Linked DNA regions of Mus musculus: all the other regions are linked to region 5. The links are chromatin contacts, called in public Hi-C, HiChIP or PLAC-seq and promoter capture Hi-C maps. All regions are on one chromosome and are shown on one strand. Each heading gives the region's core, a stretch centred on a gene start, on an enhancer-like site or on the middle of the called end of the contact. The rest is flanking DNA. Distances are from core to core; before and after follow the strand shown. Region 1 holds the start of Nqo2 (N-ribosyldihydronicotinamide quinone reductase 2). Region 2 holds the start of 4930447K03Rik (RIKEN cDNA 4930447K03 gene). Region 3 holds the start of Bphl (biphenyl hydrolase-like (serine hydrolase, breast epithelial mucin-associated antigen)). Region 4 overlaps 4930447K03Rik (RIKEN cDNA 4930447K03 gene). Region 5 holds the start of Pxdc1 (PX domain containing 1). Region 6 holds the start of Ripk1 (receptor (TNFRSF)-interacting serine-threonine kinase 1). Region 7 holds the start of Tubb2a (tubulin, beta 2A class IIA).

The links. Promoter capture Hi-C pulls out the DNA fragments that hold promoters and counts their contacts. Hi-C and Micro-C count contacts between places; a contact is called where the count stands out from the background. HiChIP or PLAC-seq counts read pairs in DNA pulled down with a chosen protein or histone mark.
Region 1: a FOXA1 HiChIP or PLAC-seq map of pancreatic cancer cells shows a contact between it and region 5. The contact joins the promoter of Nqo2 here to the promoter of Pxdc1 in region 5. A contact is called at or near these places in 2 of 39 promoter capture datasets (both in embryonic stem cells), 2 of 484 Hi-C or Micro-C datasets (cerebellar granule neurons and embryonic stem cells), 2 of 115 datasets of contacts at active chromatin or transcription factors (embryonic stem cells and pancreatic cancer cells) and 1 of 9 other capture datasets (embryonic stem cells).
Region 2: a contact with region 5 is called in a Hi-C map of muscle stem cells, with 4 times the contacts expected there. The contact joins the promoter of 4930447K03Rik here to the promoter of Pxdc1 in region 5. A contact is called at or near these places in 3 of 39 promoter capture datasets (cranial neural crest, liver and stem cell-derived epiblast-like cells), 1 of 484 Hi-C or Micro-C datasets (muscle stem cells) and 8 of 115 datasets of contacts at active chromatin or transcription factors (craniofacial prominence, embryonic basal ganglia, embryonic hindbrain and 5 more).
Region 3: a contact with region 5 is called in an H3K27ac HiChIP or PLAC-seq map of embryonic stem cells, with 8 times the contacts expected there. The contact joins the promoter of Bphl here to the promoter of Pxdc1 in region 5. A contact is called at or near these places in 11 of 39 promoter capture datasets (the C10 cell line, the HPC-7 cell line, the SN4741 cell line and 8 more), 6 of 484 Hi-C or Micro-C datasets (the C10 cell line, the G1E-ER4 cell line, embryonic fibroblasts and 3 more), 10 of 115 datasets of contacts at active chromatin or transcription factors (T-cell acute lymphoblastic leukemia, embryonic limb bud, embryonic stem cells and 6 more) and 4 of 9 other capture datasets (adipose tissue, embryonic stem cells, liver and 1 more).
Region 4: a contact with region 5 is called in a promoter capture Hi-C map of hippocampal neurons, with 2.5 times the contacts expected there. The contact joins the enhancer-like site here to the promoter of Pxdc1 in region 5. A contact is called at or near these places in 4 of 39 promoter capture datasets (cranial neural crest, hippocampal neurons and liver), 4 of 115 datasets of contacts at active chromatin or transcription factors (astrocytes, extraembryonic endoderm stem cells, pancreatic cancer cells and 1 more) and 1 of 9 other capture datasets (embryonic stem cells).
Region 6: a contact with region 5 is called in a promoter capture Hi-C map of pre-B cells. The contact joins the promoter of Ripk1 here to the promoter of Pxdc1 in region 5. A contact is called at or near these places in 6 of 39 promoter capture datasets (the C10 cell line, cranial neural crest, frontonasal cranial neural crest and 2 more), 1 of 484 Hi-C or Micro-C datasets (embryonic stem cells), 4 of 115 datasets of contacts at active chromatin or transcription factors (astrocytes, embryonic midbrain, extraembryonic endoderm stem cells and 1 more) and 2 of 9 other capture datasets (adipose tissue and liver).
Region 7: an H3K4me3 HiChIP or PLAC-seq map of neural tube shows a contact between it and region 5, with 5 times the contacts expected there. The contact joins the promoter of Tubb2a here to the promoter of Pxdc1 in region 5. A contact is called at or near these places in 8 of 39 promoter capture datasets (the 3T3-L1 cell line, cranial neural crest, embryonic stem cells and 3 more), 1 of 484 Hi-C or Micro-C datasets (embryonic stem cells), 6 of 115 datasets of contacts at active chromatin or transcription factors (bone marrow-derived macrophages, embryonic forebrain, extraembryonic endoderm stem cells and 3 more) and 3 of 9 other capture datasets (adipose tissue, embryonic stem cells and liver).

The regions. Positions count from the first base shown.
Region 1 is chr13:33,963,354-33,966,053 of GRCm38.p6, forward strand. It overlaps Nqo2 (N-ribosyldihydronicotinamide quinone reductase 2), which reads left to right and starts at 1,306. Exons shown (of 7, transcript NM_001163241.1): 1 at 1,306-1,447. It also overlaps a transcript of Serpinb6a not described here.
Region 2 is chr13:34,111,900-34,114,599 of GRCm38.p6, forward strand. It overlaps 4930447K03Rik (RIKEN cDNA 4930447K03 gene), which reads right to left and starts at 1,373. Exons shown (of 5, transcript NR_046184.1): 1 at 1,295-1,373.
Region 3 is chr13:34,036,245-34,038,953 of GRCm38.p6, forward strand. Bphl (biphenyl hydrolase-like (serine hydrolase, breast epithelial mucin-associated antigen)) reads left to right here and starts at 1,397. Exons shown (of 7, transcript NM_026512.1): 1 at 1,397-1,525. The coding sequence starts at 1,419.
Region 4 is chr13:34,093,880-34,096,579 of GRCm38.p6, forward strand. 4930447K03Rik (RIKEN cDNA 4930447K03 gene) reads right to left here. Exons shown (of 5, transcript NR_046184.1): 3 at 1,351-1,576. Among named protein-coding and RNA genes, the nearest start is that of Tubb2a, 17 kb to the left of the region's middle. Within about 2 kb of position 1,307, at least 141 of the 459 cell types and tissues checked have an H3K27ac peak or open chromatin away from gene starts, as enhancers often do. A contact at or near this core is called in astrocytes, embryonic stem cells, hippocampal neurons and 1 more, where this site is marked.
Region 5 is chr13:34,651,245-34,653,944 of GRCm38.p6, forward strand. It overlaps Pxdc1 (PX domain containing 1), which reads right to left and starts at 1,437. Exons shown (of 5, transcript NM_025831.3): 1 at 936-1,437. The coding sequence starts at 1,191. It overlaps Gm15908 (predicted gene 15908), which reads left to right and starts at 1,679. Exons shown (of 4, transcript NR_105041.1): 1 at 1,679-1,984.
Region 6 is chr13:34,000,913-34,003,612 of GRCm38.p6, forward strand. Ripk1 (receptor (TNFRSF)-interacting serine-threonine kinase 1) reads left to right here and starts at 1,451. Exons shown (of 11, transcript NM_001359997.1): 1 at 1,451-1,794. It also overlaps a transcript of Serpinb6a not described here.
Region 7 is chr13:34,076,579-34,079,278 of GRCm38.p6, forward strand. It overlaps Tubb2a (tubulin, beta 2A class IIA), which reads right to left and starts at 1,430. Exons shown (of 4, transcript NM_009450.2): 1 at 1,295-1,430; 2 at 1-79. The coding sequence starts at 1,351.

The sequences.
Region 1 (2,700 bases), core at 56-2,555, 690 kb before region 5:
CAGATGCTGCTGTACTCCAGTCATGCATGATCCCACAGGGGCTGAGGCACTTACACCTGCATCTCTATTAGAAAATGTAGACCATCTCCAGGCCAAGGCTCACTGGCAGCCCTGACCCTGCCGGGGAATGCAGTAATCCACTTCTTAATATAAGGAAAATGGTAGCAGAGAGATCAGCCATACCACCATTCCTTGAATTGGTAAGATGTCACTGTGGATAGAAAGCCAGAAAACCAACAACACACACACACACACACAATTTTTCACCTAAAGTTCTACCAGCTCCTTTGCCCAGCTTCTGCAACTACTTGGTCTTGCAACATTTTTTTAAAAATTTTTTTTATTAGGTATTTTCCTCGTTTACATTTTCAATGCTATCCCAAAGGTCCCCCATATCCAGCCCCCCAATCCCCTACCCACCCACCCCCCCTTTTTGGCCCTGGCATTCCCCTGTACTGGGGCATATAAAGTTTGTGTGTCCAATGGGCCTCTCTTTCCAGTGATGGCCGACTAGGCCGTCTTTTGATACATATGCAGCTAGAGTCAAGAGCTCCGGGGTACTGGTTAGTTCATATTGTTGTTCCACCTATAGGTTTGCAGATCCCTTTAGCTCCTTGGGTACTTTCTCTAGCTCCTCCATTGGGAGCCCTGTGATCCATCCATTAGCTGACTGTGAGCATCCACTTCTGTGTTTGCTAGGCCCCGCAACATTTTTTAATTAACTATTGTATTTTTACCTATATATCAGTTTCACTGTTTTCTCCATTGACGACATCTGGCAAGAGTGGCTTACCGTGACGTGGACACTGATAGGATAGGCAAAGAATGCATCCTTCAACACAAAGATTGTTCTTTAACTCCTAAATCTTTGCAACCACTACTCTGATTCCCTATTCCTGTAATTTACTCTTTCAAGAAACAGAATCATTAAATACATATTCTTTGGTGATTGGACGCTCTTACTCTGGGAAATTCCCTGAAGACTGGAGCAGGATGTATTCACAACTCATTTCTTTTTTTTTTTTTTTTTTTTTTTTTTTTGATTGCCTAGTAGTACAGTGTTTTTGTGCTGATTTGCCTGGATATATTAGTGCTTGTAGAGGATGAGGTACAAAGCAGGAAGGCACCACTTCCCATCTCCCAGCACAGGCTTTCTGCCAGATGCCGGAAGCAAGGAGAGAAACTGGTTTTGCCCACAACTACTGGAGCCCAGCGTGGGGCAGGAACAGGTCAAGGAGACAGTAGGGGAGGGAAGATTGAAGTCCACTGATTGGGAGTTGTGGGGCGGGTTGTTGCCAAGAAGCCGCTAGAGGTCAGTGTGAGGGCGGGGCCGGGTGGGGAAAACGGCCCTGGGCGCAGCGGCAAAGCGTGCAGGCAAGCTCTAGGCATTCTGGCCCTAGACACTGGCTGTGTCACATTGTGCGTGTGTTCCCTCCAGGAGGCAGAGGTAAGAGTCTGTTCACTGCTTCCCTGGGGCATGCGCGTCCTTTCTGCAAGCAACTTTGGGGACTGGGGGAAATGCAGGACTAAAGAGGTCCCTTCCGGTTTTCAGCTTGCATATTAAACTGTAGACCGGTGTTCCCAGGGTGCCTCGCTCCTCAAGCCTTTAAGTATTTGCAGGCGCGTCCACACTGGGTCCAGGTCCTGCTTAACGTGAATGGTTGCGTTTCGCCAGCCCACTCTTGTATAGTGAGCAGTTGTGAGTCTCTGCATATTTTTTTAGCAAAGGGTAAAAATCGAAGTGAGCCAGAGCGAAGTTTGTGCAGGGTGTCTTCCCTTAGCCTGGCAACTGCGGTTTACTCTGCCTTAAAGAACACTGGCTCAAAGGAAGTATCAGCTTCTGTAACCTTAATGTGAAACTATCGGTTTCAGTAACCTGTAATTTCTGGAAATATAAGTAAGGAAGAGACAGAAGACTGAAACTTTGTGACTCGCAGAAGCCTCTAAGGGAGCATGGAGGGTGGGGGAGAGGAGCGCGATTGAGCAAGAGCACTCTAGAAAAAGATAAACTAAGTGAACACAGAAAGCAGGCAGGCAATGCTGTCACTACAGGATAACATGTCAGCTGTTAGAATGACCACCATAGAGCCTGCCTGTGTAGAAAATGATACAGTAAAACTATCAAAATAACTGCTGGATGTTGAGACATAATTATGCTTATCTCTAAATATCGTGAAGTTCTTTTCATGTGGCTTGTAGGTTAACAACCACACCTCCCCCACAAACAACACAACAGCAAAAACAAAACAAGAAAAAACAAACAACAAAACCTTGGTTAACTTACAGTTTCCACCTAAGGCGAGTAACTGAGAGTGAAAAGCCTGTATCAGGAGATTGTATCTATGTTCGAATTTCTTACTCTTCCGAGAGTTAAGTAAGAGGAAATTTCAACCCCATGCACCCAGCCAGCCACACCCAATTGTAATACAAATTTGTAAACTGAGCTGAGTAGCACAGATGAGGCGGTGAGGCTAGGGGTAGAGTGTAGAGTGTGCCTAGCAGCACTGCAAAGTCCGGACTAAGGCAGCTGTGTGCCTACTTGAGGGAAATCTCGGGATGTGTTTTGCTCATCTACAGTAGTCCTGGGAACCTTTGAAAATGTGTATTAACCTTAGAGCTATCTGCCTAAGATCTTCTGTTATTCTTGGCATAAAATCTTTACTCTGACCTATTTATCATCCCCCCACTCAGGTCCCTGGC
Region 2 (2,700 bases), core at 123-2,622, 540 kb before region 5:
TGGCAGGTATCAGTAAACATGGCTGAAGATGCTCAGTGGAGAAAGGCAAGGGAAAAAAAGGAAAGAATTTGTGGGCTTACTGGTGGGATAGCATCTGAAAACCATGGAGATGGGAAGGGCAGGAGCTTGACAGGTGCTGCCGCCCTTCAGTCACTTTCTTAATTCTGTCTTGACGTGTTAATGTTGCAAGAGGAAGGATTCACTGGGCTCTCTGCAGATGCCATGAGTCACAGCTGCCATGATATTCAGGAGTCTCCTTTTCAGGGGACAAGTGGCAGCCCCTGCCCCCCCCCCCCCAAGCTTGCTACAAGTCTAGGATTCCTGACTACTCCTCAGGACCACTGGATCAGAACGTGCATCTGATGGAGATTCCAGGTGATAAGCAGGCAATTGCCAAGACTAAGGAGCCAGATGTGGACTCAGAAGATCTAACCTGGGTCATGGCTCATCATAAGAAACAAGGACAAGAGGAAAGAGTTCAGGGTGTAGGGCATTGGGGTGCTGAAAACCCTGTATTCTCCATTTCCTTTGCTCAAGGCTTGGCAGTGGGATCACCTGATAGTAATCCATGGTTTTCTCCACAGAATTTCACAATTTCATATGATTCAACCTAATACTCTGGAGAGTGTCCAATGTGTGACTCATGCCTCCCACAGTTACAGCGTGGCACCGATGTAATCCTGTTCTTTGACCTGTATGCAGCTGCGGCTCCAGAGGAGACACTGGCAGAGGTGTGCCTTTCTGCTTAGGGAGTCAGACTCCTGTAATCCCTTTCACGTCATCAACAATGACAAGCCATAATAGTGTCATACACTGCTCATTTGTGTTCAACCTTATAATGACTGTACAACGATCATTTGAGATGTATAGGTGAAGAAATGAAACCACAGAGAGGTTGAGTAAGTTGCTCAAAGTCACACAACTTGGAAGCAAGAAGGCAGAGCAACTTGATGCCCTGAATATTTCACAGAATTTCTGAAGAAATGCCAGACTAAGGCCATGGAGACTTCCAAGATCATGTGCTACAGTTTGGATCTGGGATGTCCCACACAGGCCTTTTTGTTTAAGACATGATTCCCAGCTTGAAGAGGTAGAACCTGTAGGAGGAGGGACCCAGACCATTGGGGCTGTAATGGCTCTTGTTTAATTTTACTGAATCTGAAATACTTAGGAGACAATGGCTCTGGCCATGTCTCTGAGGGAGATTCCAGAGTTGTGTTTGGGGGTGGTGCTCCCCTCACTGTGGGTGACACAGCTGGGATACAAGCTCTGAGGGAAAATCAGTGATGCTTGCCTTTGTCTCTTGCAGAGGACTCCAGTCCTGTGGCTCCCACTGCCGCTGCCACCATTACCATCAGACTCTGACTTCTTTCGGCCTTCCATCCTGGAACGAATACCAATGACTCACCAGGAATCTGGAGCCTTTGGCTCCAGAATGGAATTGCTGTGGTATCTGAAAGTTCCAGAATCCACACAAGACACCCCAAGACCAAGTTCTTAGCACAAAGGAGATTTATTTGCCTCAGAGGGAGAAAGGGCAAGGAATAAGAGACAAAGACAGGAAATGAAGGATGAGGGAGAAGGGGAAGGACAGAGAGTGGGGGAAAAGATATTTGTCCCAGATTGACAAAGGACTGTCTCTGGATAGAGAGGAGACAGATATGGCCCACCTGAACATGGAAGTTTATAAGGGAAAAATGGGGGAAACCTGGTGCTAGGTGAGGTGTTTTGTTTTAATTTGGGTATGTTAATTAGGTGAACCAAAGGGAGCTTTTAATTTCTGGATTTCAATATTTTGATAGCTGGATCTTGGTAGTTAGCCTCAGACAGAAGGAGTGAGGGACCTTGGAGACTAGCTTCAAGAATATAATCTGTTTAGCAAGGTAAAGGAAATAGGGGAAAGGCAAGGTCTGACAGCCATGTTTGCCATTCTCAGGTCTGTGTTTGCCATGCTTGGGCCTGCTAGAGCCCTTCAGTATCCAGCTTTGTGCTCTGAATAGCCTCTCCTGCATACATACAGCCTTTGTCAGGTCACCAGAACCTTATTATGCAAGCCACATGCATCTATGTAGACATACACTCACATTCACCTATTCTAGTCTTCTAAAGAACCTTTGGCCAATACAGGGACCTACAGGGACCCTGGTACCCTGGGACCCTGGCTTCCCCCTCTTCTCTTGGCTTCCCAGCAACCAGGAGGTATACTTATTTACTTCCTTTTTTTTTTTTTTAACCATATTCGCTGGCCATGATGTGCTTGCTCTGTTGCCACAGTCCCAAAGTAACAGGACATAACCCAAAACCATGAACCCAAATAGTATTTCCTCTGTTCAGTCCGCCACATTCGGAATTTTGTCTCCATCGTGGAAAGCCAGCTGGTCCAGAGGCAGTGGAAGGCTCTGTTAGGATGACTTAGGGATGTGGAGATTGCTCAAAGGATAAAGTGCTTGTTGTATGTGGTAGTCTTGTCAAGTCGACACACTGTGGAAGGGAGGCCTGGTGAAGAACTGTTGAGATTGACAGTGACCTAGTTAGCATTAGCTGTGGATTTGACACAACCTGGAATCACTTGAAGAGTCTCAAGTAATTATCTCTGTCAGGTTGGTCTGTGGTGTGCCTCTGTGAGATTGCCTTGGTTTTTAAGAGATACAGAGGCCCTTCTGACTGTGGAGGGCAATGTTCTCTCTGGGCAAGGGGCCC
Region 3 (2,709 bases), core at 147-2,646, 620 kb before region 5:
AAAACTGAACCACTTAATCTGATAATGTTTTATAACTGCTGACAATATTTTTAAAAAGGGCCTTAGAAGGTGAGGTAGGGGAAGAGGGGAAGAAATCAAGGTTCCCTTCATGGTTTTATCGCTTCAAAAAATGGGGTGGGGTTAAAATGGAGGACAGACTCAATGACATTTACAAATAAGTGATTATAAAGAGTTAAGAGCTAGTGTAATTGTAGTAAGAGGTATGATGTTTTCATATAGCATTAGGAAGCTAAGCCGACCTGAATACCCCTCCACAGCTCTGTGAGCCAAGCCTTTCTAACTTCTCTTCCCACTGTTTCCTCGTCTATAATCTGGGGTAAGAAGTATGGATGGAGAAGGAGCATATACTAATTAAAAATATAGTGACACACTTTAAGGCACCTGGCACAAAAATGACTAGTTTTTGGTATGAAGTATTGAAAGCTCCCTCCCCCCCCATTACTGGGACTAGTCATTGCTGGGTAATTGGATCGTGAGGACTCTGACTTAATCAATGGAGTTATCTATTAATGGATTCATAGTTTGTTGGTATTATTGGAAGATATAGGAGGTGGGGCCTGACTACAAGAAGCAGGTCACTGGGAGCATGCATGTCTTTGAACAATTTTTCCTTTGAACAGTTTCTTCCAGTTCTTTCTCTTCTCCCTCTCAGCCTGTTAAGTGCTCTTAACACTTAAGTGCCTCCGCTCCCACCATGCACTGCCTTTCCTCGGGCCCAAAGAAATGGGTCCGGATGACCTTGAGCTTAGAGCTCTGAAACCATGAACCTTTCCCCCTTTTACATTGTTCTCAAATGTTTGTCACAGTGGTGCATAAAGCTAACACAGCAAGATGTACAAATGATGAGTTCTTAAGACGTGCATAATAAATGTTGCTCTAAGTAACCTAAAGGCTTGCTACCATTATGCTTAGCATCAAGGGACCAGGGCTAGATAATGTGGGAAGTGGGACATAGTCAGGTGTAGTGATGCAGGCCAGATGTCCCAGCATGAGTCAGGAGGATCAGGAGCTCAAGATCAACATCAGCTAGAGTTCTAGGCCAGCTTGAGCTTTCCTTCCTTAACAGAGGCAGGATGGTCTGCTGTGCACTTGTCTCTCAGAGGCTCTGCTTAGATACCCTTTAGGTGAAGGCAGCACAGCAGGTGGCCCCGCCGACCCATATCCTTGGACTCCTTGGCAGTTGCAAGCAAGGAGCAGTGCCTACTGAACTGTCCACCCTGAGAGAGCTAGGACTAGAAGGACACGCTCTGTTTTTGTTTCTGGGCAGGCCTGACAAGGAGCAGAGCGAGCTCCAGCAAGGCACAGCGGGCCAGGGGCGGGACTTCGAGCTTAGCACTTGAAGGGTGGCATCCAGCCGGGCGCATGCGCGTTCCATGGAGCTTGTGCGACCTGGAGCTATGGCGACCGCAACAGTTCGCCCGGCGGCCCAGCGGTTGCGGCTGCTCCTCTCGCCCCTGAAATCCCGGATCTGCGTACCCCAGGCCGAACCCGTAGCCACCTTCGGGTAATGGCGTGCTCGGGGCAGCGAGGGCCACTGGCCGGGGAGGGATACGGACGCCTGGCGTTGTCGGCCCTTCCTTGCTCAAACCCCACGTCCAGATCCCGCAGAACTGGTGTGCGAGCACTTTGATGCCTGGGGTTAGGTTCTACGTGCTGGGTGGTGGTCCAGCCTCCTCAGTGCACAGGGAAGGAACTGGGGAGGAAGGAAGGGGTGGGGGGCTTGCTGGCCTCTTAGCCATTTGCTGGGAACAGTAATTATTCCTGCCAAATCAGAAATCTGCCTAACCTGCTTCAGTGGCAGGCAGGGCCCAAGTTTCCTGAGTCCTTTTGCTTGCTAATTTTAAACTTAAGTGTGCAAGACAATCTGCTTGGGAACCTGTGTAAATTCAAAGTCCCAGGTTCCCCTGCCAGAGAGTCGAGTGTGTGTGTGTGTGTGTGTGTGTGTGTGGTGATGGCCAGGACACCGAATCTTCACTTCTATTTCCCTCTACACTACACTCCAGCCCTTTGCTAAAATAATAACATTCATGGAGACCTGCTGTCTTGAAAATGGGTGCACGGTCTCAAGAGAATGTAAGCAGAAGATGTGGATAGAGCAGGCTGAAGTTGTGCGCATCCCTCCATGTTATACACATGCAGACATAGGCAGTGGTCGTGTGCAGTTTACTATCGGTGGGCCATTGACAGTAGTAACGAGCATTTGGAACTTTATTAGACCTGATGTGGAAACCAATCGTTTGAGCATATAATCTGGAAGTAGAAAGAACGGAAAAGCGACCCATTTTTTTGTTTGTTTGTTTGTTTGTTTTTAAACATTAGTAGCATGATTGTGTAGCTCTCTTAGTCTATATCCAATTCAGATTTCTTCTCTCATATGACTTTAACAACTTTTTAAATATACACGTTGGAAAACATATCAGTGACTCTGGTTGTATAAATTGCTAGTGAAGAGGCATGTTATCCCGTTTCCTGATTGCAAAAAGGGCTTGAACGAGGCTACTAAGGTTGTGTTAATGTCATGCTCATCGGCAACTTAATGGCTGTTGAGAGTCTCATTCACTTAGCTGCACTGGAGACCACTCTTCCTAAAAGATCTCTGCTAAGGTTTCCCTTAGTCTCACCCTGCATTGTTTTAGAAATACAAACGGCCTGTAACCTGAGAAACAGCTCCAGGTGGTTAATCCTGAA
Region 4 (2,700 bases), core at 57-2,556, 560 kb before region 5:
GGCAGTCGTGTGATACACATGCATGCATGCATGCAGACAAAAAATACACATAAAATATTTTTTAAAATGTTTTTTAATGAGCATTCATAGGGCTGGAGAGATGGCTTATAGGTTAAAAGCCCTGATTGCTCTTAGGTTAGAGTTGGTCCTCAGGACTCAGCTCATAACTACCTGTAACTCTAGATTCAGGATATCTGAAACCTCTGGCTCCTTGGGGATCTTCACTCATATGCACATACTGACACACACATACACATACATGTGATCAAAAATAAAAGTGGATCTCAAAAAATGGAGAGGCAACTAAACCTTACTTACTCTACCAGGAGGCCCAAGTAAACACAGAGAAAGGAGATATACAGATATCATGTAAGGAGAAGAAAAATAGTTAAAAACCTCATAAGTATCTTTAGACCAAACAGTGAGTCCATGAAATAAGAGTAGAAAATTGGCTTGGTGTGGGGGCTCACACTTGTAATCTCAGTTCTGAGAGAGCTGAGGCAGAAGGATTACCGTGAATTCAAGGTAAGTCTGAGCTACATAATGAATTCTAAGACCGCCTAAGCTATAGAGGGAGACTCTGCCTCAAATAATAATAATAATAAAACTAAAATCTAAAGAATTTTTTAAAAAGATCTTGGGAACCACAAAATGTATTAACATCAACTAAACTCAATGGAGAAACTGAAAGAAAAGTGAGACAAGTCTTGTAGAAAGTGGAGTAAGAAGAACAGAGGATGGGAAGCAGGAGAGAAGCAGTAAGAATCACCTGAAAGGTTCAACACCAGACTGATAGGAAGAGATGAGCAGAGAGGAACTGGGGGAAAAAACTGAGGGAAACACGATCATGTAACAACTACCTGAAGAAAATAACTGAAAACAGGCTTTCAGATACAATTCTCCATGGGGTGGGGTGGTCTGTCATGGGGGCATCTATCACATCTTACAATCTAAGTACAGAGTGTAGTTTCTTTGAAATTAATTTTCTCAAGCCAGTTCCTTGCAGGGAAAGACAAAGATCTACACACAAAGAGTGGTGCAAACTAGAAGAAAGAGGGCTGAGGAAGTCAAGAACTGAATTGTGCAGCCCCTGTTGTGATATTTGCTATCCTAGGGAACTTTTCATAGATGCCCCGCATTGAGGCCTACAGTCCCTCTACTCCCTTTCCTCTGATCAGTCTTGGCCATCAAGGTGACAAAGGCCAGTCATCTCCTCTTTATCTGAAGACAACACTTCAGGTATACCCACTAGCTCCAGCTACCCACAGCTGGTGAAATGATAGCCTCATAGCCTGGAAGCAGAAGTCTGGTAGTCTAAACAACACCTGCTTTGCTCGTTAAACAACCGACCTGAAATTTTTAAGTCTTTTGCAGTGCATGTTGACTAAGAGCTCCTCCTTGTGAGACATGGTTCCCTGGCTGGGAGCTAAATTTGGGAGTGGCAGGGGTAGTCCAGCATTATCTGTACGTGGAGTCTGAATTCTCCTGTTAGCGCAGTGGTATTAAAAGTCTCGTTGCTCTTCCACAGACAGGTGGCTCCTGCTGTTTGTTGACTCCACATCCATTTCACTTGAGTCTGAATACAAGTAGAGGAAAATGAGTGACCTAACGAGAAACTTCAGCATACATCCCCACTATGTAGCTATGCTTATTCAAACAGAAAACAATAACTATATTTTTCAGAAGTGGTTAGACACATTTGCATCTCTAGTGATGTTTTGGTTTACAAACGATTGATAATCTAACACTGCACCATGAAACTTAAGTTTTTACTATCATGAAAGTTACAAAGATGAAGTTCTCACTACCAACCTATTTTCTTATCACATCCTGATTATTCAGCTGGTGCCTGTTAAGTGCAGCAAGCTGGCTGTGTGGGTGGGAGACAAGAGATGAAAGCCATGCCAAGTGTTTGCTAGGCTCAGTACCGGTTTTGATGCGAGAGAGAGAGAGAGAGAGAGAGAGAGAGAGAGAGAGAGAGAGAGAGAGAGAGAGAGAGAGAGAGAGAGAGAGAGAGAGAGAGAGAGAGAGAAAGGGGGAGGGGGAGGGGGATGGGGAAGGGGAAGGGGAGGGGGAAGGGGAAAGAGGGGGAGTGGGAGCGAGTAGAATATAACCTGTCTCCTTATGTGTGAAAAAAATTGGCTCAGAAGCGTTAAAGGAATGTTCCTCCCCACCCCTAGCATCACACAATACCAGAAAGAAAGGAAGAAAAAAATCAAAACAAAACAAAACAAAAACCAGTAATTGCATCTCCTGATGCTGATAGAGCTTTTTCTAGTTTCACATCCAAGCTGTTTCCTAGGCAACCAGCACCCAGCCTCCAGGACTGTCTGTCTGAACTCAGAAGAAGGGGGAATGCAGCCAATGTCTACTCACCCCCTCATTTCCTGCCTTAGTGATGATGCCACAGTCCTTTGTTGGGGTGTGAATGTGGCGAAAACAGAAAGCCCAGAAGCCTGATCGTGGGATTCCATTGCAAATGAGCTCTTTCCACTCACTGAAGGTCCAGATCCATTGAGAACCTTGCTTGTGAGAGCACTGAGCTCACTTCTATTTTTATTCACACCCTGGTTTTCCTTTTCTCTCCTTATTTTTGTGGGGGACCAAGAAGGAGTCCTCTTTATTCACATGACGTGGAACCCTTTGAAACCCATAAGAAAAGAAAGAGCACCCTCCACACCCATCACCCTGCCCATGGGA
Region 5 (2,700 bases), core at 187-2,686:
TGAGGACTTGGGTCCAAGGGTCTCAGAGCCCCGGGAGGCCACGTACTGGGGGGAAGTCTGCTCAGAAGCTATATTGATCCCTCCTGCCCTACCGCTTACCCGGCTCTTTGCCTCACATTTTATTCTTCCCCCCTCCCCCGTCTCTATCAAGGTCTCTCTCCAGTTTCCTCCACTCTTCCAGTCCTTTTGCTGTCCTTAGGAAGCAAAGGGGAAGCCACTGCTGTTTGAGAAAAACAACAGTCACAGCCAACCAGGACCGTCACACGGCCTGAGAGGAGGCGGCCATGGCTAATCAAATCCGAATGCGGACCCGGCTCAGGGGTGGGGACCCTGGGTTGGCCGGACAGATCCAGGCGGGGCGGCCTCCTCCTAGGAGAGGTGGAAAAGATTGCTGCGTGGCACCTCGCTTTCAGGCTCAGCTGTCCCCGGGGCAGAATACAGATGGGGCCTCTACTGGGCAGGACCTGAGCAGCGATCATACCTGCTGCGATCACCCCAGTTTCGATACTCTATAACGGTCTCTACCCTTTCCAGCAAACCCATTCCAGCCTCTACTGGTTCTCCACAGCAGCTGGGACCCAGTAGCTGTCAGCTCTGGATGTCGCCTCCGCTTCTTCACTAGAGGCTCGTTCTTTGGGACAGTCAGGCGAGAGTCCTGCTGACCTTGTCCCTTTCCCCAGCCATCTCATTTATCCTCCAAGAGTGTGCGCCCCAGACTCCGTGCCGGTTCCCAGCCCTTTCTGAACGACCATTCAGGAAAGCCGGGGTCTAGGATGTCCTCCGTCAGGTGCCGAATAGTAGAGTTTTAAGTAACTCTTCCCGCGGACTTCATCGCACTTGGATGAGCTCCTCACTAAGTTCCTCCCCCACAAAGCCCCTCCCGAAAACCGCATCTCCCCGCATCCCCCGGTGCCCCCAGTCCCGCAGCCCCGCACCTTGCCGCAGCGGCGTGCGCGCCAGCTCAGACCGGTCCTCGGGGAAGGCATCGCGGAGGCGCTTGCACAGGCGGCCCAGGTCGGCGAAGCTGCGGTGCAGGTAGAGCACGCTGCGGTCCGACCACTCGGTGCGGATTTCGAAGAACTCCTCCTCATCGCCGCGCCTGCTGACGATGAGCCTGCGGATCCCGTTCACCCAGCAACCGCGCACGAACATGTTCACGAGCGACGTGCCCTCAAACACCGCCGAGGCCATGCCGCGGGCGGCGCATGCCCCTGCCGCCGGGGGCGCCCTCGGCCCCCGCCTGGGGTCCGCCTGGGCAGAGTGAGTCCTGGCAGGGGCGATCAGGGGTTCTCCGTGGGACGCGCTCGATTCCCGCAACGGCGGTTAAGAGTCCCCGTGGGGGAGAAGTTGGTGCCCCGCGAATACGCCGCAGCTCTGCGCTCACTCTGGGGCGGCTACGTGTGGCCCGCGCGCTCAGGGCGGCGCCGCCAGGAGTCTGTGGGACTGAACGGGCTGCGGCTTTATAAGGCACTTCCCATCGCGGGCGGCGACGTCGAGTCCCGGCTGCGGCGCCTCCCTCCTGCCTCCCGCTGACCCGCCGCGGGCGGTCCCGGCCCAGAGCTGCACGCAAATCGCCTCCTCCCTGGTCTGCCAACTGCTAGGCGAGGCTGGTCCTGCGCTCTCCCCGCGCGCAAGGCGACTTTCTCCTCGTTCCCACTCTGGATCCTCGGGATTCTCCAGCCCCGAGTTGAGCACTCTGCCAGGCCCACACGGGGGTGGGATCGACACGTCGCTGGAGTCCAGAGTCCCGGGGCGGCGCCGCATGGGGCGGGGACGCGGGCTCAGACCAAGCGGGAATCCGGGCAGAGGGACTGGTGCTGGTCCCCGCGCCGCCCTTGACTCGCCTGGTCTGGGCCGGGACTCGGGCTGACCCGCCCCGTGTCCCATCGGTTACCGGCGACTCCGCCCCGGGTCCTCCCGCGCATTCCGGTCGTGCCTTAGCTTGACGGAGGCCCGGGACGAGGCGGGACAGACAGACCAGAAGGCAAGACCGTGTGGTTCTTAGAAGAGGATCCCCAGGAGGGTTGTCCGCCAAAAGAATATGGGACAGAATTGTAGGAGACCGGGGTCTCCCCGGAGAGAGCAACTCAGGAGGAGCTTAGGAAGTCCCCCTTGGCAGAACGACCCACAGAGAAGGAATGTACCGCATGGCTCCCAATTGAAAAACAGTGTCTAGCATTAAGAATTGTAGCTTGGTTCCAGACATTCTTCTACCTACAACCTGGGAGAAAGACTATGCTTTTTATACGCTTCTAAATAGTCAGTGAACAAAGACGTTAGGCAACAGGTATTCCTTCTCTGGACCTCACTGACCCTGATTTCCGTTGACCGGTCATCCCCGGCAGGGGGCGGGTACTTAGATCGCTCGTGTCACTGCAGAAATCAGTCCTCCTATTTACCAAAAAGTTCTGCTCAGGCACGCCTATGCCAATCCCCACTACTGCCTGGAGCCATGTCCCTTCTGAAGCTGTCTCCTATCACAGCATCATCCCCAGGACCCCCCAGAAATACACTTTTTTAAGCACCCCATCTTTAGGGTAGAGTTTGCTGGGTGGGAACAACCAAGTCTCCAGTTCAGTTCGCTGCTGCTCGAGTGGCCTAGCTCTGTGAGGCTAGCCACCACTTTGAGTCTGTCATTCCTGGGCGCTGAAGAAAGTGTTTTCTTATTAATAGAAGTTGCTTCAAGAGATCTGGAAGTAA
Region 6 (2,700 bases), core at 201-2,700, 650 kb before region 5:
GTGCAATCAAAGCACTCAGACATATCAAATAAACCTTTAAATTTTTCAGATACAGGAGCTGGAAGTGTGAGTCAGCTGTTAAAAGCACATACTGCTCTTGCAGAGGACCCCAAGTTTGGTTCCCAGACTCACACCAGACAGTTCACCTGTAAACTCTAACTTCAGGGGACCTGATACCTTTCTGTGGCCTCTAGGAGAATCTGCACTCTATTATATACACACTCGTAAATAAAACAAACAAAAAACTTAAGGAAAAACAATGTACAGGAACCTGAAGAAGATAGCTCATGGTTCCTTCAGCAAAGTGCTTTCCATGGCAACATATGGATCTGAGTTCAATCCCCAGCACTCATACAGAAACAAACAAACAAAACTGGCCATGGAGACACCCCTGGTGCCTCTTGCCTTGGCCAGACAGCTTAGTCCATTCCACAAGCAAAAGGTAAAAGTAATACCTTGTATGGAAAAGAAAAAGATGCATTGTAAGAAGGAGCTAACTGGAGGTGGGCTCCTGGCCTCCCATATGTGGAGTTTTATACACACACACACACACACACACACACACCCAATCCCACCCGGAAAGAACTCCAAACAAACAAACAAACAAAAAACCCAACTTAAGTACATGTGTTTATACACTAGATGTATGTTCATTTGGGTACATACCTGTATGTGAAACTGATAAATCATACAGTAACCATAAAGGTTTTGCATTCTTTGCAGGAATGTATGTGATTTTCAGTTAGTGTACGTTTTTGTTAACATCGGTGAATGTTTGGGATTTGGGGGCATTTTATGTGTACTCTACATCAAAGTTGAGTTCCCCTAATGTCCTTTGACATTGAGCATCTTTTTAATGCTTATTTGTATGGTGAGGTATCTGGTAAAATGGCTGTGAATTTTCTTAAAGTGGTCGTGTGTATGGTTTAATAAGACTCCTTTATCGTGTCTTTTGTGGCCCTCTCTCTGTCTTGTCATATTTATCTTTTGACAATAAGGGATCACTGGACTATCGTGCAACTTTCTTCTTAATGACACCTGCAGCAACACAGTTTCTGCTTGGGGTTTCAACTACTATTTTCGAGGGCTACAAATTAATCACGTTTCTTCCTCGACAGGCTGCTGTGGTGGACGAACGATAATTTACCAGTGGTTCTGTCACCGTGTCACCTCTGAACCCACAAAGCTTGCAAAGGCCACTGTCGCACACAGCGCTATCTAGCGGGCCAAGCGGTCTCCGCCCTGACATATAGCAGCTATGACCGCCGTATTATTTTTTTTAAGGGCTCTCTCAGAACTCGCTCAGAAAGCAAGGCAAAAGTGCCATTCCTTCCGCCCGCGGGCCTCCGGGATGGTCGTGCTGCGAACCTGGCATGCTCAGTAGAGCTCAATGCCCAGCTGGGAGGCTGGCGCTCGCCCGTGCACACAGCCCCGGGGCGTGAGCAGAGGCGGAGACAGGGGCGGCCGCAGCCTAGCACCACCCCAGTAGTCCTTAGAGGAGGACCAGCGGCCCCCGGAACGGCCTCGGGAGCGCGGGTGTCGGTGCCGCTCACCTCCCGGGAGTCCAGCGGCGGTGCGGACCCGCGGAGGTGCGAGCTGGACGCGGCGGGAGGCGGCAGGCTGTGGGGGACCTGCGAGTGGCTGGGCGCCACTTCAGCACCGAACTCCGACCGGTCCTCGTCAGGGCCCAGGGCCGTCCCGGCCGGGCAGCCACGGCGAGGCGCCGCTCCTGACGTCCACCGCCCGTCCTTCCTCACCTAGGCCGGGGTACTTGGCCGCGGGAAGGCCTCTGAGGTAAGTCAGCGCGGGGGTCGAGGCCAGGGGCGCCGCCGCTAGTTTCCTCAGAAGCTGGTTTCCCGGAAGGGGCGGAGGCCGCGCGATTTCTGCGCGTGGACCGGAGGGCGGGGCTCGTTGTTTCCGGAAGCCGGGTGGCGGGCGGGACTTCAAACGTTCCCGGAAATCGAAAAGCGCGGAACTTGCTGTCATCTAGCGGGAGGTTGGACTCTTCTTGAGGTCGTTTTAGCTCAAGTCGAGACTGAAGGTGCGCCGTAGCCATGGTTACAGAGTGACTATGGAACGATTATTTTGGTAGGAATGACAGCTTCTTGAAGCTTTAGGACCCCAACAAGACTACCTAAATGTAACCTATCAACCCTGGACCTACCAGCTCTTTAAAAGGGTCTATTCCTGTTGTCTTGGGGCAGCAGGTGGCAGAGCAGTCGGTAGCTTTCATCGTTATTTTTGAGGTGAGCTGGCAAATCAGGAGTGATCTACGACCTCAACGAGAGACCAGTGTCAAACATCCAAGGCTTCTCTGGTCCTCAGTAGCATTTGCATTTATGGGTTGCTGCAGACCTTTTCTGAGTTGTGAAAAAGATAAGCCACATCCTCCTCACCTAAGCGTTGGACAGAGCCCACTGAGGATGGATGGTGCAGCCCAGGGTGACTCATTCTTTGTGTCTTGCAGATCATTTGATTTTCTTGCTCTTTTACTTTGTGCAAAGAGTTGAAGCTGTTTTAATCAAGAAATTCCACAAAAGACCTTTAGGAAAGTATTCTTTCTTAACACATGAAGACTCGATGGTAGAGTGAACTTTGGGATGCAATGACTTAATTGTGTAATTCTGTAGCCCCTGGAAAGATACTACTAAGGCTTGTGAGAAAGGTGAACTATCACAGCTGTATTGTATGTAGAAATAT
Region 7 (2,700 bases), core at 180-2,679, 570 kb before region 5:
TCTCCAGCTGCAAGTCACTGTCGCCATGGTAACTGCCAGTGGGGTCGATGCCATGCTCATCGCTTATCACCTCCCAAAACTGAAATGAAGACAATCCCACATCATGCTTAGAATCTCTCTGTCACCAGAAAGACAGCAGGGCAAGAGCCTAGTGGGCTGCGGGCCTCCATGTATTTGGGCAGCAGCTGCTGCTGCAGAGGGTCTTGGGAATGCGCAGTGCATCGGCCATATTATGACCACAGATGCAGGGCTGGGAGGAGCCTGGAGAAGGAAGTGGGCACAGCGGATCTCGCAGAACTGCAGAGGCAGCTGCTTTCTATCACTCCAGGCAAGGCTGAATGTTACACATACAGGCTGATGGATGGGAAAGGCAGAAGGGAAAATCAGGTGCCCCGCCCCCTGTGCCTCCAGGGATCAATGGCTGCTGGCACAGACTCCATGACAGCTTTCAACAGCCCAGTTTTATACCACTGACCTACATATTGGCTTCGGGTATTGACCCTGGCTAGGAATGTTCGGGGATGGGCAGTACAATCCTGAGAGGGCGTCTGGCAGCCCCGGGAAAAAGCTGGCCATCCTCAGGATGTAACCTCCATTGTGACTTGGCAGCAGGAAAGGGAGTGGGGAGGTTGGGTGGGCAATATGGCGGTGTTGAAAGAGACCATGTCCTTGTGCAGGCACCCGCCCACACCCATGTTAAATACCCATTGCTGTCTCCCCACTGCCGTCGGGTCTCACAGCCCCCATTCCAAGCAGTCTTGCAGAGAAAAAAGAGGACCATAATGTTTTATGTCACATCTAAACGAGCCCTTGTAAGAGAATTTGTCTAACACCCTCGTCTGTTGGCCCAAAGACACGCCTCTGTAACATCTGTCAACCCAATGACACTGCATTTTTTTCATTCAAATGACAGAAATATATATATATATATGAATTACATTTGACATGAGATTTTTTTCAATACATGTAGTGACCCCCCCAACCCAAATTTCAGACACGAAAAAAACCCAGACTAATGTCAGCTGCACCCCGCAGAAGGGCTGTGTCCCAAAGCAATGTAATGGACCTTAATTTAAGACACCCTTGTCGCACCAATCCTGGCAAGTTGGTCGGCTTTCAGGACCCGGCCCGCCCAGTAGCCAGCGGTGGAATGCGACACCAGCCGGGGCTCTTCTGGATCCCCTAGGCTCGGCCTGCTTCCGCGACACCCCCCCCTACCCCTCTCCCCACGCAACCTTGGGACCCTGACCGGATGGGACTACCTCATCCATTTCTTCCCTAGGGGTGAGCCCACCTTAGCGCCGATCTGGTTGCCACACTGGCCCGCCTGGATGTGCACGATCTCGCGCATGGTGCTGGTTGTAGAAGGGGTGGAGGCTCTTGCCCTCGGAGCAGTGCGTGGACAGAGGGCTAAGGAGCGCAAAAGACCAGTCGCCCTCCCCCAGCACCGCCTTTTATACCCGGGGACCGCCCAGTCCCGCTGACGTCATGGGGGCAGAGCCGAGGGGCGGCGCGGCTGGGACTGCGGCACCGCGAGAGGGAGCCGGGGCGCGGTGCGAGGTGCGGGGCACCCGCCTGTATCCAGCCTCCTAGGGTTATTACGCCCCCCCAGCCGGTCCTGCTGGTTTCCCCTCAGTGTCCACCTGAGGTGTTTGTCTACTGTCGAGACCTTTAGGTTACACTCTGGTTCTGCTCCCACACTGCTCATTTCCCACCACTCTGGGGACTACAGATGGGGCTCCTGCCTCCCCAGTAGCAGGACAGGTGTGGCCTCGCTCTTGGATATGAAGCCCAGAACTGAAAATGCATCTCTACTAGATGTCCTTTCTGAAAAAGGGTGCCTGCATCCTGGGCAGGACTTGAACTGCAGCCCGGTTCTCTCTTTCAAGTCTGCTTGGTAACTAAGGGCGAGTAGAAAGCCAGACGTGATACCGCTTGGGAGGAAAGAGGGGAGGATCAAGTGAGGGTCTGGACTGTTTCAAGGACGACAAGGATGCTATACAGGTCGATTGCTAGGTATAGAGGAGGAAGAGTGACGTTTTTCTGGTCTGGACTCTTGGGTCCTAAAAGCCTCTTAAAAGTCGAAATTTCTGCTCTCAGACACGTGTTGGAGCGAGAGAGCAAGGGAGGGAAGTGGAGGTAGCTAATATAGTGAGTGTGAGTTGAGATGCTGGTCTGAGAGAGACACTGGTTTTCATGGGCTGGGTAAGTTAGCCAAAGAACCTCACTGACAAAAGGTCACAGTGATCACGTTTTGGACACAGTGCTTAAAATATATTTGTTAAATGACTCACTTGTTTTCACTTTTAAAAATGTGATAACCAGGAAAATATAAAAACACGGTTGCAGCCCACATTCAGGGCTCACATTTCCTTCTCTCGGCTAGTACTGTCTGTCCCACAAAAGGCATCAACACTACCCAGATTCCTCCCCTCAGAAAAGCAAGGTTTAAAACCTGACCAGCTACAAATTGAGGAAGCCCGAGAACCTGCAGTTTTTCTATTAGCAGAAACCCTAGGCTTGGCGCTAGGACTGGTCCACCAGGAGTTACTCTTCGTTGGTCTGGCACAGTGGAGGGGTAAACAGGAGCTTCCACCAGTTCCTCTCGGGAGCCAGTTTCTTCAAATACTAAATAATTATAGGTGCCGTGGAGCTGGCTTTGTGAACAGGAAATGAGAAGGTGTATATGAAAGCAGGTTG